Linked DNA regions of Mus musculus: region 1 is linked to region 2. Evidence: chromatin contacts called from public promoter capture Hi-C data. All regions are on one chromosome and are shown on one strand. Each heading gives the region's core, a stretch centred on a gene start, on an enhancer-like site or on the middle of the called end of the contact. The rest is flanking DNA. Distances are from core to core; before and after follow the strand shown.

Region 1 (4,072 bases), core at 206-2,705, 200 kb after region 2:
ACAGAGAGTCACAACTGGTCAAAGTCCTGAAAACAAACGACTGTTGAGTGCTCGTCCCTAAATGTGACATCTGTGTCAAGGCCCTCAAGGTTCAGGAAACATCACGTTACAAATGTCAGAGCCAACGGATGTGGAAGGGAAAGGCTGTGATAGGCTGTCCTTGGGATATGGCACAGCTGTTGCTTTGCAAACCCGGCAGCCATGCTTGTCTACATGTGGGTTGTAAAACCTACAAGTAAGCCAATCCTAGCACATACTGGAAGGGTATGTTGAAGAGGTAGAGGCAGGAGGATTATGAGTTTGAAGTTAGCCTGAGCTCAGGCTGGGCTGGCAAAATGGCTCAGTGGGTAACGATGCTTGCTGCCAATTCTGATGACCTGAGTTTTATACCTCCACTCCCACCCCAACCCACATGGCATAGAAGAGAACTGACTTCAACCAGTTGTCTTCAGACTTTCATATTTGTGTCAAGGCAGGTGCATACCAAACATTACAAATCAATGTAATACAAGTAAGACCAAGCCAACCGATGTTCCAACCTGGATGGGAGGGGAGTTCTTGAGGTCCAACCCTAGCTGAGGAGTTACTGACAGATAATGTCTGCTGGGGGAGTGGAAATAACTTTGCTTGGGGGCATGTCCTCTGGTACCTTGCCTGTGCTCTAGGAGTTGTCCTACACCCTTGCACACAGGAACATATAAACAACATTTAATGGGGTTCACCAGGCATGAAGGTCGGAACTAGATAGAGAACTTGGAGGTGGATATGATCAAGACACATTGAAGACATATATGAAATTATCAAAGAATTAAAAACACAGAATTCTAGTCTTCTACTTCCTTACATGTAAAGTCAGACAGTAACGGCACACACATCAGAGGAGACTGTGGAAAGAATCCAATGAGATTACGTAATTTGTTATAAACAGCCTTATAGTGGGCAACGCTGTGGCCCAAGGAAGGACAGTTTGGCCACAAGGGAGAAGGATCCAGGGGAAATAACTATAAAGCAAGCAGAACCCGGGCTCCCTGAGCCTGTGCGCTGTGCCCTTGTGAATACTCCAAGGGACCGAAAGCACTAAGTTCTCAACAAGCCAGAAAAACGAAGAGAAGACAGGGAAACTTCTAGAAGCAAGCTGCCTGACTCAGGCCGAGCCTGCTGAGGCTCGCTCACAAGACATCCACTTCCAGGATGGTGCTCTCAGCCAAAGGCAACAAGCTTGCTGGCTGCCGCTGGCCCATCTGCTCCGTTGAGACTCTTCCAGAGCCTGGACTCCCATTGGCTTCGCGCCAAGGAAACACTCGGAGAGAAGATAAAGCAGCCCTTGAGTCGCAGCTGTAGAAATACACAGACCCAGAGGAGCACGCGTGTCTGTTTGCCTGGGTGAGACTCTCAAGTGGGCCGAGGGTATGGCGGAGTTTGCCTCTCAACTCTCCATATGTCCTTGTCTCACCCAGTGACACTTCCTGGTCTGTTCACAGTGAGATCCCTACCTCTTCTTTCTCCTTCTGCTCCCCAGAGCCCTGTCCTTGCCAGAACCTTCCTTCAATAATCTTTCCCGTTCTCATAACTCCATTTTGGGAATTAGGTGCTTCATGGATTAAAGGCGCACAGACACACACACACACACACACACACACACACACACACACACACATCCTACCCATGACATCAAAGGTGGACACTGAAATTCTATAATATACATCAACAGCTAAACAACTTCTCCAACATAGAAAACAACTGAATAGCAAACAAACAAACATCCCAGATCAAAATACAAACAAACCCAGTGGAAATGGGAAATAAGGGTTTCTTTAAAAAAGAAACAAAAGGTACAAATGACTAACAGGTATGTAAAACATTCAAGCATCAATAATTATCAGCAAGGTGCCAGTCAAAGAGTGTGTATCACCTTAACCCAGTCAGAATGGCTCTTACCCAAAGGGTTAAGATTAAAATAAAATAAATATTTTTTAAAGGATAGTTAAGGATTAGAAGAGCTGGTGGAGAAAAAAAGAACTTTTACACATGGATAACAGGACTGGTAATTAGTACAATCATTAATTAGAACAGGATTATTGTAGAACCTAGCAAGCGTATATCTCAAGGAAATGAAATCATTATCAAGACACAACTTTATTCTCATGCTTATTATAAAAATTAAAAACTGGAAACGTGAATTTGGACCAACTTGTGGATGGATAAAGAAAACACTTTTTATATGCATAATGGAATACTATGAAGTTATAAAAGGACAGACCCCCTCCCGGGTTTGACACATGAATAGAAAGGTAGGTTAGTATGTTAGTGAACTATGCCAGTCACAGCGAGATAAATAGCACATGATTTCAACGATATGAAATGTTAAAAAAAAACTGTCCTATAGAAATGGAATAGGAATGTGGTTACGGTTACCCATCCTTGGTAGAATAGCAATGAAGGGTGAGCTGCCTGGGACAGCCTAGCATAGCAGCCTCTGAGAGGCTCAGCTGACTGAGACAGATGCAGATACCCACAGTCAAACTTTGGGTGGAGGTCAGGGACCCCTGTGGAAGAGTTAGGGGAGGCACTGAAGGCCCTCAAGGAAATGGTAACCCCACAAGAAGACTAACAGTGTCAAGTAACCTGGACCCCTGGGAGCTCCCAGAGACTGAGCCACCAACCAAAAACCATACACGGGCTGGTCCGAGCCTCCACCCACCACCACATACACATGTGTAGCAGAGGGCTGCCACATCTGACCTCGGTGGGAGAGGACGCACCTAATTCTGTAAAGACTTGATGTACCAGGGTCGGGGGATAAGGGAGGAGCACCTCTCAGAGGCAAAGGGAGGCAGAATGGGAGGGGGGATAGGAACTCTGTGAGGGGGAGCAGGAAGCGGGGCAACATTTGGGATGTAATTAATTAAAAAGAAGTGTGCAATGTAGACGTGTAAGCTGAATAAACCCTTTCCTCCTCAACTTGCTTCTTGATTGTGATGTTTTGTGCAGGAATAGAAACCCTGACCAAGACACTCCCCTAAGTTTTTTAGGGTATTTTATCACAGCCGCAAGAAAAGAAACTAAGACTGACTTTTAAAAGGATATCTGTTCTCTTAAAGACAGCGTCCAACTGAGACACTCAGGTTACCTTGAATGCTCTGTGTCCCAGGTCGATCTTGAAATTATGGTCATCCTGCCTCAGTTTCTTGACTATCCCAGAAATGGAAAGATATTTTGAGCTCAACTTTGTAAAAAGTGATCTAAGAAGACTCAAAAGATGCTAGAACTATAGACAAATAACAGGGTTTTTTTCCCCCCATTTTAGCTTCAGTAGTGGAAGTTACGTCAGCAGATGAAACTTGGGGTATGGTAAAAACTTTTAGTGGTGTCATTAAATATATATGCTGTCTTCGAGGAGGGGGTGTGTCTGTTTGCACGTGTGCACGTGCTTATCCCTGGAGATTGGACCCAGACAAGTACTCTGTCACTAAAGTACACTTCTAGGTTGGCACTCATTCCTCCCCATTCCCCAAAACACTCTTCCCGTGTAGCCCAGGCTATGCTATTCCTGCCTTAGCTAACCAAACTCTGGTCTGCCGCACCCGTAGCCCTCCATATTTCTTTCCTATACCCACCAAAAGGAAGGCAGAGAGCGGTCTAAGGACAGAGACATGAGACTCTAAATTCCGAAATAACCTGCGATCATTACTACATCATCGTCCCTGTCAACGAGTCAAGTTCACGTCTCTTTGATCCTTGCGATTGGCGGCAGACTCTCACAGACTTGAGTCTTGCTGTATCGTCAGTTTAGCAGAAGCCCACTGTAGACACTTAGCGTTTGGGTTAGAAAAATCTCCCAAGCTTGTTTAAAATCCTGTCTCTGCCAGGATAACAATATGTCAGCCCTCTGGAGTCAGCAGCGAATCCTGGAAGATAAACACCAACAAAGGGGTGGTACTGTCTCCACAGAGTTTTCAGTGACTTTCCACTGAACGATGGGAATATTTTTTCAGTTGACTCTGACCTAATTGTAACCCAGAGGTCCCGACCACACCATCTCCTAAGATTCCGTTCATTCCTGTCCCAAAAG
Region 2 (3,830 bases), core at 416-2,915:
CTGGAGGAAGAATCAGGGCTAACTTCTATACAAAGGTGATCCCAAGAATGCCAACAGACTGGGTGCCTGGCCCCTTTATGGGTTTATCAAGTTAGCAAAGAGAAATTCAGGTCCCAGCAGTTGTTGGCTTAAATGCCTTGAATTTTCTCCTCGACTCTTGTGAATGGTTGGATTTGAACCAGGGCCTCTAAGTCCTACCACTAGATAGCTAGGGGTCTCGGTGGGAAGTGAACAAAGCTAGCTTATCAAACCAAACTTCTTTGAAACCCCCTTGCTCCGATGCCGCCTTGTGAACAAATGTCTCCTCGTGCTTTTGCTTTTCCGTCAAGGCACTCAGGCACCCTGTGCCAGCCTAGCAAAGAGAAGAGAATTTCCAGTGCCAGAAAGCAGTGAAGGTAGCAAAGACAGATATACTCAGGGATACCTCCCAGAGGGAAGAGACACCGTTGCATAGACAGGGCTCCACTCCAGGTAAGGCGCAGGCAAATGGAAATTTACAGCCAAGGAGCAGGGTAAGGGTCAGTGAGTGGAGATTACTAAGAGGAAATGCCAGGAGTGAGGAGGATTCTGGCTAGACCAGCCCAATGGGATTTTTCTTCTGAAGGAAGGTCAGGTAAACAGACATTACCTGGAGACAAAGAACCCAGCTACACGTCAAAGATGGGGGTGGGGGCAAACCTGTAATCCAGCACTTTGGAGGTAGAGACAGATAAAAAATCCACAGCTAGTCACAACCACATAGTGAATTATTTGAGACCAGCCTGGGCTCTGTGAGGCACTGTCAAAATAATAATAATAATAATAATAAACGCTGATGATGATGGTGATGGTGATGGTGATGATGATGGAGATAGAGAGATAGCTTAGTTGATATGGAGGCTTGAATGATAATTCCAGAATCCACATTAAAAAAAAAAAGTGTGGGGCAGGAGTAGAGGAGCCCAGTGTGATGAACCACATGCAATCCCAGCACTGGGGAAACTGAGGCAGACAGATCCCTAGGGTTCTCTGGCCAGCCAGTCTACCTTACTTGACAAGTTCCAGTCAGGGAGAGACCCTAACTGACTCAACAAAAACAAGGTAGATAGCATCTGAGAGATGACTCCTGAGGTCGGCCTTGGTGTCCTCAAACACGTATACATACACGCACACCAAATACAGCATACCCACGTATACACTACACACACACACACACACACACACACACACACACACACACACACACACACACACAGAGTATATGTTCTTAGAAAAATTGATTGAACAGAATTCTTACTCAGATTGGGCTTTTGCGCAGGGGTGAAGCCATGTTGATCAAAGCTCAGAGTCTGGCTAGTCTGGTAGTAAAGAGGATAGTCTCTGTCCACCCACCAGCCCTGCTGTGCCCTGTGTGACCCAAGTGAGTCATAGCCCCTCACCCTTCCAGCAATGTGTCCTCGTATATCAGATGGAGCAAGAGACACATCCGTCTGCAGCTTGGTGACGTGTCACCCAGACCTGGTCAGCATTTGGTGCTATTATTACTGTTACTATTTTGTCACCATCATTGTCAGTGAAGAGGCACTGGAGACTGTCGGCCCCTGCTCCAGCCCCCAGTCATCACCGTGGTCTGAGAGATGATTGGCCTCGGGAACTTCTTTACACAGGAAGGAACCCAAGCACTTGAAAATGGTCTAGATGACTCACACTCGCCTACACAGTGACTGGCCTGTCTCCCAGCAACAAGGGCTTGTCCGTGTGATCCCTGGAGGAAGGAAGCAGGAGGAGGGGCAGTGTTACGGCCTGACACTCAGCCTGGCTCCGTTCTCCCGCCTCTTGCTTCTTCTCACCTGTGGATACTGTTTATGGGTTAGGTATAGCTGAGAAAGCCATCTGCGGCTTAACCAGGGCTGAGCCAGGCTTTCCCGATGATGTCGACACCTTCCATGCGTGTCGTTGTGGATAGGTGCCTAGCTGTCTATTTCCTGCTGCTGGGAGTTGGTGAGGAATGGCAACCCTGGCTCAGAAACTAAGTGGAGAGACGTCCTGTGAGGTAAAGCTGCATGCTGAGATAGAGAAGATGCAGTCCTCAATACCAGAGGGAAGACAGGTGGAAGTCCAGACTCAGGCAGAACAGCAGGGCCCAAGAGAAGGGCCAGAATGGACACTGAGGCTCTGATGGTAGTATTCACGCACATCCTCAGACTGAGAGTGCCAGACTCTTCTGAGGTTAAGATCCTGAGTCGGTACGCTTCTCTGCTCTATAAATGGTATTAATGAATACTTAGTCCAAGAACCACAGCCCAAGTTTTTGGATTCTGCCCTTACTCTTTATATGACCTTGACTTATCCGGTCCCCATTTCTCTTCCTGAAGAACGGAGGTTCCACAAGAGAAAGAGTAGAGTGTTCCCTCTTTCTGAACCCAGGACACGTTAAATCCACACGCCAGAAAGGGATGTGATGGCGCTGACCTGGAAGGTGACAACTGTTCAGAGAGTCACCAGCAAGAAGACTATGAGCCCTCGTGCAGTTCGTACACAGCACCTTGGTCCTTTCCAAGCTTCTATAGGTCATCCAAGCAAACCAAACCATCATACACCAGAGCCTGTTGTGTTGCCCTCATAAGGAAGAACCTATGTGCCAGGATCCAAGAGTGCCATAACATGAAGACATTTTATCCCAGGCTTTAAGATACTACAGATGTGCCAAAAGCCAGGGTCATCATGCTGCAAGGTCACACTGGCATCCTCAGATATCGCTGATGAAGGGGCCAAGTTTGGGCACAGGGAGACCTTCACATGAAGGAACACGAGGTATATCTTCAGGTCATACCCCAAGGCCGGCAGTTAGCCAGGATTCAGGGATGCTTGAACTGAGAGGAAGCCATTCAGCAGCCTGACTGCATATGGTCAAGACCGGGCCAGGATCCTGAAAGCACCATCCTCAGCTAGGGCCACTCTGCAAAGGAGACCAACATACTCGGTAAACCTAGGTCTCTTGGAGCCTTGTACCCATTAGAGATTTCCCATGCCCTCTTCTCTCCTTTCCATTCATAAACTTTCTAGGCTGCCAAATTCTCGTAGCCCTGTTCTTTCCTGGGGATTAACATTATACTGAGTTGTAGAATCTCATCTTGTCCCATTTTTTTTCCTCTTGTACCATCCTCCTGTTTGGGTTATGTCTCAGGTTCCCACACAGCCATCTGGGTGATAATAGCTTCTGTCTTAGAGATGTGTCCATTCTCCACATTTTGTATCAACAGAATCATGCCAGAGGTAGTCTCCTGTATTTTCTGGGTTTTCTGGATTCTTCTTTGAGGGTGGGGTAGGGGATGTTTTGTTTTGTTTTGTTTTGTTTTGTTTTGTTTTGTTTTGTTTTGTTTTGTTTTGTTTTGTTTTGAGACAGGGTTTCTCTGTATAACCCTGGCTGGCCTGGAACTCACTTTGTAGACCAGGCTGGCCTCAAACTCAGAGGGATTCACCTACCTCTGTCTTCCAAGTGCTGGGATTAAAGGTGTGCACCATTGGGGCTGGAGAGATGGGTCAGTGGTTAAGAGCACTGACTAAACCCTTTCTCAAAAAACCAAAAAACAAAAAGAAAGAAAGAAAGAAAGAAAAAGAACACTGTCTACTCTTCCAGAGGTCCTAAGTTCAATTCCCAGCTACCACATGGTGGCTCACAACCATCTGTAATGGGATCTGATGCCCTCTACTAGTGTGTCTAAAGACAGCTACAGTGTACTCATGTACATAAAATAAATAAATATTAAAAAAGAGTGTGCACCATCACTGTCCAGATGACTATTATTTTTAAAGGTTATCTTTTTTATTATTATTTCATTAGTATTATT

What was found. Capture Hi-C pulls out chosen DNA fragments and counts their contacts.
Region 1: a contact with region 2 is called in a promoter capture Hi-C map of adipose tissue. The contact joins two enhancer-like sites. A contact is called at or near these places in 5 of 484 Hi-C or Micro-C datasets (CD4 T cells, the CH12 cell line, bone marrow-derived dendritic cells and 2 more) and 2 of 9 other capture datasets (adipose tissue and liver).

What each region holds. Positions count from the first base shown.
Region 1 is chr10:75,372,821-75,376,892 of GRCm38.p6, forward strand. No RefSeq gene overlaps it. Among named protein-coding and RNA genes, the nearest start is that of Gm40694, 26 kb to the right of the region's middle. Within about 2 kb of position 1,456, at least 28 of the 459 cell types and tissues checked have an H3K27ac peak or open chromatin away from gene starts, as enhancers often do. A contact at or near this core is called in adipose tissue, where this site is marked.
Region 2 is chr10:75,168,981-75,172,810 of GRCm38.p6, forward strand. All of the region lies in intron 16 of Bcr (BCR activator of RhoGEF and GTPase), which reads left to right. Among named protein-coding and RNA genes, the nearest start is that of Specc1l, 41 kb to the right of the region's middle. Within about 2 kb of position 1,666, at least 154 of the 459 cell types and tissues checked have an H3K27ac peak or open chromatin away from gene starts, as enhancers often do. A contact at or near this core is called in adipose tissue, where this site is marked.